Linked DNA regions of Sus scrofa: region 1 is linked to region 2. Evidence: chromatin contacts called from public Hi-C data. All regions are on one chromosome and are shown on one strand. Each heading gives the region's core, a stretch centred on a gene start, on an enhancer-like site or on the middle of the called end of the contact. The rest is flanking DNA. Distances are from core to core; before and after follow the strand shown.

Evidence for each region. A called contact is a pair of places that touch in the nucleus more often than the background predicts.
Region 1: a contact with region 2 is called in a Hi-C map of fetal heart ventricle, with 2.7 times the contacts expected there. The contact joins two enhancer-like sites. A contact is called at or near these places in 3 of 47 Hi-C or Micro-C datasets (epiblast stem cells, fetal heart ventricle and heart right ventricle).

The regions. Positions count from the first base shown.
Region 1 is chr16:76,094,635-76,098,875 of Sscrofa11.1, reverse strand. No RefSeq gene overlaps it. Among named protein-coding and RNA genes, the nearest start is that of ICE1, 160 kb to the left of the region's middle. Within about 2 kb of position 1,430, at least 2 of the 83 cell types and tissues checked have an H3K27ac peak or open chromatin away from gene starts, as enhancers often do.
Region 2 is chr16:75,932,246-75,936,012 of Sscrofa11.1, reverse strand. No RefSeq gene overlaps it. Among named protein-coding and RNA genes, the nearest start is that of ICE1, 320 kb to the left of the region's middle. Within about 2 kb of position 2,317, at least 2 of the 83 cell types and tissues checked have an H3K27ac peak or open chromatin away from gene starts, as enhancers often do.

The sequences.
Region 1 (4,241 bases), core at 181-2,680, 160 kb before region 2:
CATCTGTGACCTATGCGGCATCATGTGGCAATGCCGAATCCTTAACCCGTGAGCAAAGCCAGGGATTAAACCCTCAAACTCATGGATCCTATTTGGATTCTTTACCCAGGGAGCCACAACGGAAGCTCCCCAAACTGTGCGTTCTGAAGTTGGCCTCAGTAGAGTCCCCCATGGCCGTGACACAGTCCCCCCCTCGCCCCTCACAGGAGCTTGCTCACATCTAAATCTAGGCTGGTCTAAAATTCACTTGTCGCCAATAGCAGGGGCAGAAGGGACACTGCGTCTCTTTCAGGAACGGATCAGACACATCCCTGTAGCCGATTCCTGTTTCTCTGGAGTCTTAATCTGGAAGCTTCCCGCTATGGATACAATGTTTGTGTCCCTTCAAAACTCTTATGTTGAAGCTTAATTCCCAAAGTGACAGTATTGGAGGGGACCGGGTTGGGGGGATGGTTAAGTTATAAGGTTATAACCTCCCCATGAATGAGATGAATGTCCTTATAGGGACGTGAAGAGACCCAGCCTTCTCCATTGTCCATCATGGGAGAACCCAAGAAGTTGGCCACCTGGGAGTTCCCCAGTGGCTCAGCAGGTTAAGGACCCAGTGTTATCACTGCTGTGATCCTGGGTCACTGCTGTGGTGAGGATTCAATCCCTGGTCCCAGGACTTTTGGATGCTGTGGGTGAGGCAAAAAGAAGAAGAGGAGGAGGAGGAAGAGGAGGCAGAGAAGTAGGCCACCTGCAAACTGGAGGAGGTCTCTCACTAGTCACTGGATCTACTGGCACCTGATCTTGGATTTCCAGCCTCCAGAACAGTGAGAAATAAATATCTGTTTCCTAAGCTGCCCTGTCTGTGGTATTTTCGTTATAAGCAGGTGTAGGTCACAGACGAGGCTCAGATCCTGCATTGCTGTGGCGGTGGTATAGACCGGCAGCTGCAGCTCCGATTCCACCCCTAGTCTGGGAACTTCCATATGCCATGGGTGTGGCCCGAAAAAGTGGAAAAAAACAAAACAAAAAAAAAAAAACAGCAAACAAGCAAACTAAAAAGATCTCCCAGCCCATTTGCACAGCTTTTTGAGTTACCATCATTTTGAGTTTCTCAGTTTTTGTCATCTGACCAGTTCCGCTGAGGGGTGACCAAGCCTTGGGGGCACTGCCAAGGTAGCTTCCTTCCTCCCCAAGAGGTCTCCGTGACTCCTCACCCCTGTGAGGTCATCTGGGGGGAACCGAGGTGCTTTGCTTCGGAGTGGAGGGAGGCTAAAAATAGAGATGCTTTGGATGCGTGTGCAGACATGGAATTCTCTTTCTAAATCAAACCCAGATGTACTTCCGACCTACATTATCATTTTGTCACACTATTTTTAAACTCCCATCCTGTTCCCCTCCTGCCTTCCTCTGCCACCCCTGCCTTTGTCACTATGGAGAAGCAAACCCTTAAATCCGAGAAGGGGGATACTGCCAGATTTTTCTGAACAGTGACACCTGTGCAGGCGCTCACCAGTTTGGTAGGGGATCTGACTTCTGTCTTGCTTCTAGTTCATGCTGACACTTAAACAAGAGGTTTTGTTTTTGTTTTTGTTTTGTTTTGTTTTTTCTCTTAATCAAAGGAGTTAAAAGTTGTGGTCAGACTATTAGAAGCATCCATGGGAAGTTGATTCCCAGTGAGCAGTTCCCGCCACCTGGTTGCCCCCATTCCTGGGGCTCAGAGCTCACGTGAGCCCAGTGCCAGCGGGCGGGTGAAGGGGGAAGCCCTGTCACATGGGAGGGAGGCTGTGTGTCTGGGAGTGTGTTATTCTTTGGGAAGACCTGCCAGGCTGCCACTCTGTTTGGTTCTGGGCCCCTTTGTCACTCGTCCCTTTGTCTTGGTACCTCGTAGTTCTGTGTTATAGTCTCTGCTCATTAGTCACTCTAGTGAAATCCCACGTAGAAAGGCAATAGGCAGGGTGTGTGTGCTGCCGTGAGTGTGTGTGTGTGAGAGAGAAAGAGGGAGAGAGAGAAGGGGGGGAGAAAAAGCGAGACAGAGAGAACGCACCCTGAAACTGACCTTGGAAGGTGCATCCCCCCAGCCCCGCATCCACAGGCGCCCCCCCCGCCAGAGGAAGGGGAGGCAAAGCCAAGCTTGATGGTCAGACTCTCCAGCAACATCCCCGGGCAGCCCTGCCCCTCGCCCCGCTCTCTGCACGGGCACACTCCATCCAAAGCAAGCCTGGCAGCCGTCGCGGGGATGCAGGGCACATGCTTATGGGCGACTTTCTTTTCCACCAGCCGGGGCTCAGCTCTGGGCCTCCTGGGACAAGACCACGGAGTTTCTTCTTTCTTTAAGCTGCCGGCAGAATGGCCTGCGAGGGCTGCGTGGCCGTTGACTGAGAGCAGAAAAGACACCCTCCTCTCCCTGGACCGCCTGGCGACCCTGAGTCCCCGCTTCCAAGGCTGGGCGGGGATCTGCGCCCGGCCCCTCCTGCGCCCCTGCTCCCTCACGGCAGGACCACGGGGGTGAGGGTGGCCGGGGGTCTGCCTCTGGGCTTCCCAGGCAGACCCTGCATCCCACCAGCCTCCTCAGAGACAACCGATGACTGAGCCACAAGGGGAAGCTAGGGACTCAGGTGCAGGAAAGAGAGCCAAGGTCAGCTCTCAGCTGGGGGCTGCGGGTGAGGGTCTGAGGTGCTCTGTTTCGGATTCACCACCGCGATCCGGTCCGAAGGGCTTGCAGGGGGTGTTGTGACGCTTGGGGACGAGTAGGGGCCTGAAACTATGGGCAGCCTCCATTCCGCTCTGCCTGCTGGGATCCTGGGCCAGTTGCCCCCGTTTCTGACCCTCGGTTTTCATCTGCCATCTGGGGATGACAAGGCAGGCCTGGCAGTGCCACCAAGGGCAATGTTACAGATGGAGGGGGCGTGCTGGTGCCTGAGTCATGGGGGCGGGGGACTCTTTGAGGTTGATGGAGGTGCTGGTCACATCCCCCAAATCTGATGATTTCTTTCTTTCTTTCTTTCTTTTTTTTTTTTTGTGTTTTTAGGGCCACATTCATGGCATATGGAAGTTCCCAGGCTGGGGGTCGAATCAGATCTGCAGCTCCCGGCCTACACCACAGCCACAGCAACGCAGGATCCGAGCTGCGTCTTCGACCTACGCCACAGCTCACAGCAACACTGGATCCTTAACCCTCTGAGTGGGGCCAGGAATCGAACCTGTGCCCTCATGGATACTAGTCAGATTTGTTTCCGCTGCGCCACGACGGGAACTCCCTTTTTACTATTTATTTATTTATTTATTTTGATTTCACCTTAAAACATTTCCTTTTGTAATGTTGATGTTTGCTGCATATTTATTTATTTATTTACCTAAAATATAATTGACTTACAGTGTAGCGCTACTTTCTAATCCAGCACAGTGCCCAGTCTCTCTCTCTCTCTCTCTCTCACACACACACACACACTCCCTTTCTTATGCTATCTTCCACCACGTTGTATCTCAGCAGACTGGACATCCCTCCTGGAGATTATTTCTGAGACTGGGAAGGCGAGGAAACGGGGAGAGACTCGGTCCAGAATGGTTGTCGTAATAATGCAGTGGGTGAAGCCAGGGGCCAGAAGTCTGAGTGAGGGGCTGCAGGTGTCCCTCTGCCATCAGCCGGGGACATGGGACACAGCTGGGCCTCCTTGCGCCTTCCGCTTCCCTGGGACCAGAGCGAGTTTTCCTCTAGACGGTCCTTTGTTATGGACCTTGGTTTGGACATTGGCTGGAGCAGGGGTGCCGAACCAGGGCTGCTTTTGCTGCGCAGAGGCATGCTCAGGTGTCGCACCTGGAGGACGGTACTGGCAGGGAGTGGGTGGAGGAAGAGGTGCTGATCAGCATCCTTTGACGCTCAGGATGGCACCCAGGTCAGAGAATTGTCCATCCCCAAACGGCAGTGCTCAAGGCTGATCAGATGCAGTAAATGAAGGCTCTGTGTGTGTGTGTGTGTGTGTGTGGTGTGTGTGTGTGTGTATGTAAAACAAACCTGTTCCGTGGATAGGCATATCTTAGACATTTTGAAACATATCTTTGACCTAGAACAAAATTAAGAAGATAAAACTTGTGCCCATTTTAAAAGTAAATACATTTCTGTACACTTTTCAGGAAATGAGCCTTATGAAGTCTGGACAAGCATGAAGCTGCTACAATTTCAACTAGAGGCACCACCAGCTTCAAAGGTAACACACTGTCCTTTGAAAAAATACATAATTTTGTATTTAGTT
Region 2 (3,767 bases), core at 1,068-3,567:
GCCAGTGCTCCTCGGTTAACCGCTTCTCTCCTAGATCCTCCACCCTCCCTGGTCATTCCTGCTACATCGCACGCTTTTCTCTCCGCCATCATCTCCCTGGAGCTGGTGTTTGCTTTCCACTATCATCCCATGTTTCTGCTTCTCTTTACGCCTAAACACTATGAAGAGGGGTTGCTTCCCAATCCCATGGCCTGAAAACCCTCGTTCTGCATCACCCAGCGTCGGCTTGCCCCACTTTGCCTGCACCACTGTCTTTGAGGGCATGAACACCTGCTCTGTTAGGTCCATGGAAGCTCTGGTCTTCATCCTCGGTGACCTCTCAGCATCATTCATGATGGCTGATCACCTGAGCTTGATTAAATGCTCTCTTGGGCTCAATAAGGACACAACCTGGGGTCCTCCTGCTTCTCAGCGCACCGTTCCTGGACGCCTTGCCTCATGCCCGTCTCCTACTTTAGTGTCATCTAGCAGTCACCCTGCCCCATGCTTTCTTTGTATTTTATGGGTTGTCCTGTGGACTTATGCATGACCTATAGGTAGATGACGTTCCATTTTGATTCTTCCGCCTAGATTTTCTTCTCTTGGCCTCTCCATGTGAATCCCTGTCATGCATCTCATTTTAACCTGTGTCAATATTCAGCTTCTGGTTCTTGCCTTACGCCTTGCTTCTCCAAACTTCCACCCTCCTGGAAATCATATAACCACAAACCACTGCTCATTTCTGATTCCCTTTTGCCGTCAATTCTCCACATATGATGGTTGCCAAATTCACTCTGTTTCCTCTCAAATGACATCTTAAATCGCCCCATTTCTCTGACTCTTCTGCTTTCACAGAAGCCATCTTTCACTCGGCCTATCGACAACCCCCTGTATCTTCTGTATCCTCTTTTTTTCTTCCTTCTGGCTCCTTCAATATATTTTCCGCACACCAGGCAGTCTCCTTTGAAATATTAATCAGATCACTCCGTGTACCTGCTTAAAACTTTTCAAAGGGTTCAGCTTGCGCTCAGAATGAAATACCCCCGCCCCGTAGGAATGTGGGCGATTGACCTTGACCTGCGTTTCCCGCTTCACCCCCTGTCCTCCTGTTTGCTCACATCATGTCCCTCGTCTTCCCTCAATTCCGAGTCCATACTGAGCCCGAGCCCCTTCTTGACCCAGGCTGTCCCGTGGCCTCTCCCTGAAGAATTCCACGCACCCCTTCCTTATCTGTTGAGGCGCTAGTTCCTTACTTCTCCCCAAGTCCCAGATGTTTCCTCAAAAGCGTCTCCCCAGCTCCTTTCCCGCTGGACCAAGTCCCTCCTTCAACCGAGTGCTCACTTCCTTCTCGTCACGTGTCCCAACTGGTTCCAAGCCTGCCTCTCCCTCTGGTTTATGAGAGGCCCCTCCGTGATGTTTATCCCGGGATGGGCTCGCTCTCCTTGTGATGGTGCAGGGCAAATAAGATCTGCAAGATAAAGGATCTTGCCGTAAGGCAGGCCATCAGAGAAGGAAAAGCCGTTGTTCTCATTGTGTTTGAATTTACAGCAAGGCGTTCAGAAAGCAGAATAGAGCATTCGGCCAAAGACAGAGAGTCGAGTACAAAGATAATACTCCATAGTATCAGTGGTGTTCTCGTACCTCACAGGTCATCAAGGGTGAATGTCAGAGGCCAATAAAAATGTGATGAAAAACAAACATAGGTAACAATAACAAAAAATAAATGTAGATGATGCTGGAAAGAGATTTTCAGGTCTGTTACGGAAGAATCACAACACAGCCTTGAAGGGTTACTTACAATATGGTTGGATTCAAACATCTGTGTGAAGCAGGGAAATTATAAAATGATAATTATTTCAGGTGTTTATCTCACCAAGTCATACACACATGCACACACACACATCACATATACACACACGTATGCACATATAATAATATGATATTGCCATATTGCAGGGTTCTTTACGGAAAGATCATTTTCCTGAACGACCTACGGGCTAGTAAGAAAAATACTCGCTGTATTTATAATTTGTTTATTACCAGAACCCATATTTCCCCACCACCTATCTATTATGTGCCAGGCACTCCTGCCAGCCCTGGCGGTACATCAACAGTGACAAGTGACAACCAGCAGACATGTCAGATGTTGATAGCTACCAGGGACCAGAAGGGGAAAAAGAGATAAGCTGCTTTTTCATAAGGGTGGTCAGCAGAGGCGTGTGTGTGTGTGTGTGTGTGTGTGTGTGTGTGTGTGTGTGTGTGTGTTGGGGGGGTAGGGGGGGGGGCACACCAGGTCCAAGAACAGCAGGTCCAAGAGCCGGCAGGCAGGGACTGTCGTGGCAGAGAAGACAAGGACCCCACGCCTGAAGGGGTGGGGAGGGTACAGAGGGGCCAGCAGCAGGGCAGGTCACATGGGACCTCCTCGGCCACCCTAAAGACTTTGATTTTCCCCCAGTGAGACGGGGAGCATCAGAGGGAGTCTGAGTAAAGTGATCTGAACCCCACTGTGAGGGGGTGACTCTGACTTTGTTAAGAACCTCTGGTCAGGCAGGTGTAGATGCTGAAAAGCAGAGAGGACCACAGGAGTGACCCGTTAGGGAATGAGGGAGAGGTGGACAGAGGGCAGCAGTGAGGCTGGGGACCACTGGCCAGAATCCAGATGTACTCTGAACCCAGAGACAATACCTCTTACTGATGCGCTGGATGCAGGAATGAGAGGAAGAGAGGAGAATGAACCGTCACACTTGGCCTGAGCAGCTGATGAGTGAAGTTTCTGTTCACAGATGCAGTGGGAGGGGTGGCGCTGGAGGTAGTGATGCTGCTGTTGCCTTTTTTTTTTTTTCCATGTTTTCTTAATTTTTGTATTATAGTTGATTTACACAGTTCTGTCAATTTCTGCTGTACAGCAAAGTGACTCAGTCATGTTGGTATTTTTATTACATTTCTTGTTATCTTGTCTTAGTAGTGATGCACCATAGACTATTTAATAAATGGATTTTATTCATGGCATATTACTTATGGGTTAATTCAGGGTGGTCTGAGATGTTCTGTACCCAGCCTGTAAGATCCTGCTTGAAGGGTCAAGGATGGCATCAGGATATAAGTGGCTGCTACAACCTCCAGCTCCAGAGGCATGTGGAGAGGGAGGGAGAATGCGGACTGAAAAATACGGAGCGAGAGCCGGTCTGCGAGCCGTCCTTTCAGTCATACAGCTCACACACAAAAGAGACTTGACAACTGCTGTCCCAGATTAGATGGTGATTCTGAGAAATCCATGTGATACTGCCCATAATAGGTTATAAGTCTAAAATAATCTCTGCTAAATTATCAATGAGAAATGCAGTCTCCTCTGGCAGAAGAACCAAAGCTTTTCTTGAATTCTCTCTATAGAAAATGAGTTACAAAGTTGTCATCACAGGATGAGGGCATTACCCAATCAATAAGTTTGTACAAAAAAAAAAAAAAAATTTCCAAAGAAAAAAATGAGGGCGATTCCCAGGGATGGGGAGGGGAGTCAACATAAGTTCTGTTAGCTACAATTTCCAAGAAAAAAAGCAAATAAAAAAAAAAAAAATAGCAAAGTAGTATTAGTTCATGAATACAAATACTGCTTTATTTCATTTTTGGTTATGTGTGTGATCTGAATCAGCTCACAATAAGGTGAATTTATTTTATTTATTTTTTCTTATTCTAAATCACCACACTGCACCAATTTTCACTCTCAGTTTTATAGTATTGTTTTGTTTAACTCAATGAATTTTTTTTTTTACTGTATTTATAGTGGCTCA